Regions from separate parts of the Mus musculus genome. Here region 1 is linked to region 2. The links are chromatin contacts, called in public Hi-C maps. All regions are on one chromosome and are shown on one strand. The core of a region is the stretch at or near the end of the contact, and the rest is flanking DNA. Distances in the headings are between cores, read along the strand shown. Region 1 has its middle 240 kb from the start of Gm32656. Region 2 overlaps Gm20125 (predicted gene, 20125).

Region 1 (2,700 bases), core at 22-2,521, 420 kb before region 2:
ATTCAAACCCCCACAGTGATGAAGCTTATGATGGGATATCTTTCATTAGTCAATGAGGGCTGAAAGAGATTGACAGTGAATCTCAGCCAGCCAGTGTTTGGCAAAGTTCATCATGGAAGTTTAGCCCTTATGGTAGAGGAGACTTTCTCATTAAGGTAGTCTAGGAGAAATGTGCTACTGAATTTTAAAATTTTATTGTTTAATGGACTTCTAAAATTGTAATTTACCATAAAGGATGCCACCATTCTTCAAAGTTTTCTATATTGTGTGGTTCCTTTCTTATCCTGGGGAAATTTCCTCTGAAATTACAGCTGACCTCATCATAGAGTGAGTGTTTTGTTGTCGGATTTTGGTGGCCATCTTAACAGCTGGGGAATGTTGAGGTATGGTCATGCAGCTGATTTCTACCTAAGTGACTGTAGATGAACACGTAACAGAGCTTCAGTGTATTCCAAATATAGAAGGGGGCAGAGAGTGATTGTATCTTGATTCTGATTCTAGGCAATTCTCAGAAGTCCTTGGGTTGAGTATTGTGCCCTGGAAACAAGCAGGGAACTTAATATCTCTACAGAGAAACCTTAGAATGCACCTTCAAACTGAGGAAGAATAGAACGAGTATCCAGGTAAACAAACTCTAGGGACATTTTCTAAGATGAAACAGTACACAGAGGCTTGAAAATCTGAGTGTCTTGTCAATGGATGCTAGGCCAGCTTGTATAATTTTCACAGTAATTTCTGGTGGTCTCAGTCTGTGTACATAACCACATTGTTATTTTTGTTCCTATTCAAAATATAAAAGTATTATGTTGAAGGAGGAAAAGAATGTAATTGCAAAGGTGGAAAGGCCAAATGGGGACAGATTTAAGCATACATTTATTTTAAAGATCACACTCTTAAATGTTGTTTTAAAAGAGCTACGATTTTATAATTTTAACACCAATTATATTGAATGTCTGAGAGATGCCAGAACTCTCATAAACGTGTAAGGCCAGGGAAAGCTTATGGTTGACATTCAATGAGGAAGCGAAAGGGAAGCCAAATGACATGAATGGAAACTCCAGATTTTGTGAATTAGATGGCTACAAACCCTGGTTAGAAACCAGATGAAAGAGTGCCATTGGTTGTCTGATTTCTAGCAGAAAAATCCACAAAACGATGCAGCTCTTAAGCCCGAGAGGTAGGTGACTTTCAGAGTGGAGCAGCAAACTCACAAAAGACCCCTGGGCTAAGTGGTTCCGCCTTGAGTCAGCCAGTGAAGTGGAAAAGGAGAACTTTCTGACGTGGGGCCAATTTTATGGTTTCTGTCACTAAAGTTAGTACATCGAGCCATTATGTAATCCAGTACAACAGAAGAAAATGTGTGCCTCCCTCCAAGTTCAAACTAAAAACTGGAGCACATAGCAATGACTACTGGCTGAACTGCAACTGCTTGCTTAAAGACAGAGTACAGGGCAGGAACTCCAAGAATTAGATTATGAACAATATAATGAATCACTTTAGAAATATTCATGTTTGTCTTAAGCCACAATCCCAGTGTCTGTGTTTCTGTGTGTGTGCATGTTCATGTGTGTGAAGGTGCATGTGTTGTGTGTGTGCGCATGCATTCACACTACATACCCAAGCATGTGGAGACTGGAGAACAATTCTGTCTGTCCCCTGACACTGCCCACTTTGTTATATTTTTATTACGCTTTAAAATTACTTTATTTATTTTCTCTCTGTGTTTCTCTCTGCCTCTTTCTGTGTATCTCCCTCCCTCTCTCAGTCTGTCTGTCTGTCTCTGTCTCTCTCTCACCTCCTTCTGTCTGTGTGTGTATCTGTTTATTGGCATGCATGGCACATATATGGAATCAAGAGAACAAGATGCAGTTCTTTTCTCCTTCTGCCATGTAGGTTTTAGAGACTGGAGATTGAATTCATGGCTTCAGGCTTGGTGACAAGTGTCTGTACTTGTGAGGGCATCTTACAGGTCTCACATTGTTTTTTTTGAGACAGAGTCTCTCAGTGCTCTGTAACTTGAAAAGTGGGTTGGGTTGGCCAACTTGCAAAGGATTTGACTATTTCTGCTTCTCCAGCACCAAAATTACAGTTGTAGGCCACATGCCCAGCTTTTTAAATGTGGGCTCTTAAGATAAAAAAAGTCTTTACGTTCATAAGGCAAACATTTTATCTCTGGAGTGATCTTTTCATCCAGTAAATTCTTAAAATGATGGTGTCATTTTCTCCTAACTCAGACTGTAATGGAGTAACCTTGAGGTTTAAATCATCTCGGTCCCATCCCTGGTTAGATTCATTACTTACTTTTTAAGCCAACTATTATAGGTAACTTGCCAGCCTTAAGGAAGGTTGGTATGACAAAACCAAACAAAACAATGTTAATTCTAGTGAACAATTGCCATAAAATTTCTTTTAATACATTGAAAGACACTGAATTTCAATAGGAAATATGGAAATAGCCTAGGGAGAAAGAACTGAGAAAAGAAGGAACACCAGTGTTCTCTGTGGAAGCTCTGTTTAGGGTGATTTGAGTCTTTGTCTGTCTCCATGAAGATGAAAGTACACAGCTCTGAGAGCATAATGGCAGCAGTACAGTAAAATCCATAACTGTGTGTGGTTCCATGTTTAGCAAACAAAAACCCACCCTTTTCAGTAGCATTTATACTTGTTAGAGGAGTGAGCTTCAGGTTATCATCATCACTG
Region 2 (2,700 bases), core at 150-2,649:
AATCACAGCAAGAAAGTTTAAAGTAGGGATGCATCCTCAGCCCAATTCCATGACATGTTCATTTACTAACCCCTTTCTAGGTTTCCGGCTTAGGGCAGAAGGAACCTATTGAATGTTTGCTGTAAAGAGATCTTGAATAACACTCTCGTTTTGATCTTGTTGCTAGAGACAGAAACTTACCTAGAGACACCTCTGCTTTCTTTGATGGGTTTTCTCAGATCATTCCTTGTGATGTTTAACATAACACACGTGTAGAAGATGGGGCAGGAGTTTGAAGATATACTGGGATCTATTAAGGGCATGTAAGAATAATTTAAGAGGCTGTGGTACATCCATTGAAGTACTCCAATGAAGTCATTATCTGAAACTTTGAAAGAGTTGTTGGATGAAGAATGAATATAGAGTAAGCAATACAGGTAAAAGAGAGAGAGAGAGAGAGAAGAAGTGGGAGAAGAAGTGGAAGGGAAGAGGAGAAAGGGAAAGGGAGGAAGAAAGGAGGGAGGAAGAGAGGGAGAGGGAAAGGGAGACAGAGAGAGATAATTACGTCAGTTAGTTAAAGGAGGATAAAGTGGCCACTGACTTATACTCAGAGGGAACAGTGAGTTAGTTATAGCAGGAGATGAAGGGCATAGAAAGGAAGGAATGATGTGAGATGGGTGGTACTCACTTGAACTTAGCTCATGTGTACTACATGAACAATCTTCTCAAACTGAGACTTGCTTACCAATTACCCCTCCCCCCACAAACACACCCTGATCTATTGGATTCACCTGCAGATATTGTATTTGTTTGTTGTTTTTTTAGTTATCTGAGGTTAGCTCCAAAAGTTTGCCATGTGATTTTGTTGTTGTTGTTCCCAAAAGTCACATTTATAGTAATGCCATATTTGGGCTCAGGAACATAGAGCTGGGATATCTTTTCATTGTTGTTCGTTTTGGGCTCTTTTCCTCACAGGTTTAGATATCATAAGCAAATCTATTACTTTTCCTTGGTCAATGCTTAATAAACTCGCATGTACTGTTCACTGAGGTATCTTGTTAAAATGCAAGGTCTGATTAGGTTAACCTGGGTCTGTGTGTAAACTGTTGTATGTAACAAGTTCCCCCCGTGAAGCTCATTCTCCTGGTTGCGGATCCAGTCTGGTCTGTGGTTGGGAAATCTCTCTGCCATCATTTCCCCAGATATCACATGAATAAAAATAAGTAAATAAAGCACTTTGCCTACCGTGGAACAAAAGAAAATGTGAAGTGTTGGTAGTAGATTGACAGAGACAGGAAATGGAAAAGGCTTGAGTTTTAAGCTGAGTGTAATTTAAGCACATTTACAGAACTAGAGGAGTCAGGATGAAAGGGGGAAGTGAGACATTTCGCAACTGGGTACTCCCCAAAAGATGTTAATGCTTTGCTTTGTCAATCACTTCAGACACTTGGACAAGCATGGCACTCAGGGGATGTGGTTCAGTGAGTAGCTCACAGGAAGTAGTATTTTCACAGATGGTTGATCCATTGGCTAGAATAAAAAGTGGATTTTCCTGGCAGGTACTTCATAATTCCATAATTCTAAAAGAAAAGCATGATTGCTTTCAACGGCTGGCATACATTATTATGATTTTAGGATGCTTGGGTAATAGTTGTGGTTAATATGAATTGGCAAATTTGACAAGATCTAGAGTTACTTAGAAGGCCAAATTTTGGGTATGTGTGTAAGGGATGTTCTTTACTGGGTTAATTCAAGTGGGAAGACCCACTGTAAATGTGGGTGACATCATAACATGCACAGGTGTCTCAGTCTGAGTAAGGGAAAATCAGAGCTGGTCCCAGCTTCTCTTCTCCTCTGCTCTTGCTTCTGTCTGATTTGTGACTGTGGGTGTAATATGACTAGCAGAAGCACTCTTCTGCTGGCATACCTGTCTTTCCACAAAGGACTGTTTACCTTCAAACTCTAACCCAGAACAAACCCTGTCTTCCTTAAACAGTTTCTGTCAGCTTTTCCTCCACATTAGTGACAGAAATAATAAATGGACTTACTTTTCTTAAGCAATAACAAAATCATTATTGTTTTTCAGATAGGCTCCTAACACGAATGGTCGAGGATGGTCTTGAACTAGAGATCCTGCCAGTGTGTGCCACCATTCCTGTCTACTGGCTCCTAGTTTTATTATTACTTTGACATAAGACTTTAAATACTAAAAAAGTACGTTAGAAAACACTGTCTGTTTTCTTTACTACATGTCACTTTATTATGTTGCCTTTCAGGTCCTTTATTTTCCCTCTGAAAGTTTGAAGTACTCAATGTTGTAATCCAGACATTTTAAACTTTGATTTGCAATCATCTAAACTACAATTCAACAGAGAAATCTTTCTAAGATTGATTTTCTCTCACTGGGTCATTCATAAACATATTCATTACACACACACTCCACGAATATTCGATAATGCATCAATCACTGAGCTGTTTACATTAAGAGACACAATTGAAATTGAACAATATAATTCAATGAAATTACTGGTCTTTTTATTTATTCATCTAACCCCTAGCTGCTCAGTCACTGTAAACAGCTTCATTGAAAACAATTCACTTTTCTGTTCTTTCTGGATTGATCTTCTCAAATACATGATTGCTCTTAATTCAGATGAAATATTTCATTTCTTTAAGTACATGGAAAGGAATTAGAGCCAGCTGAATGCAATAAGGAACAAG

The links. A called contact is a pair of places that touch in the nucleus more often than the background predicts.
Region 1: a Hi-C map of bone marrow-derived macrophages shows a contact between it and region 2, with 3 times the contacts expected there. The contact joins two enhancer-like sites. A contact is called at or near these places in 3 of 484 Hi-C or Micro-C datasets (bone marrow-derived macrophages and granulosa cells).

The regions. Positions count from the first base shown.
Region 1 is chr10:17,416,947-17,419,646 of GRCm38.p6, reverse strand. No RefSeq gene overlaps it. Among named protein-coding and RNA genes, the nearest start is that of Gm32656, 240 kb to the left of the region's middle. Within about 2 kb of position 1,271, at least 61 of the 459 cell types and tissues checked have an H3K27ac peak or open chromatin away from gene starts, as enhancers often do. A contact at or near this core is called in bone marrow-derived macrophages, where this site is marked.
Region 2 is chr10:16,995,685-16,998,384 of GRCm38.p6, reverse strand. The region is part of intron 1 of Gm20125 (predicted gene, 20125); the gene reads left to right. Among named protein-coding and RNA genes, the nearest start is that of Gm20125, 99 kb to the left of the region's middle. Within about 2 kb of position 1,399, at least 57 of the 459 cell types and tissues checked have an H3K27ac peak or open chromatin away from gene starts, as enhancers often do. A contact at or near this core is called in bone marrow-derived macrophages, where this site is marked.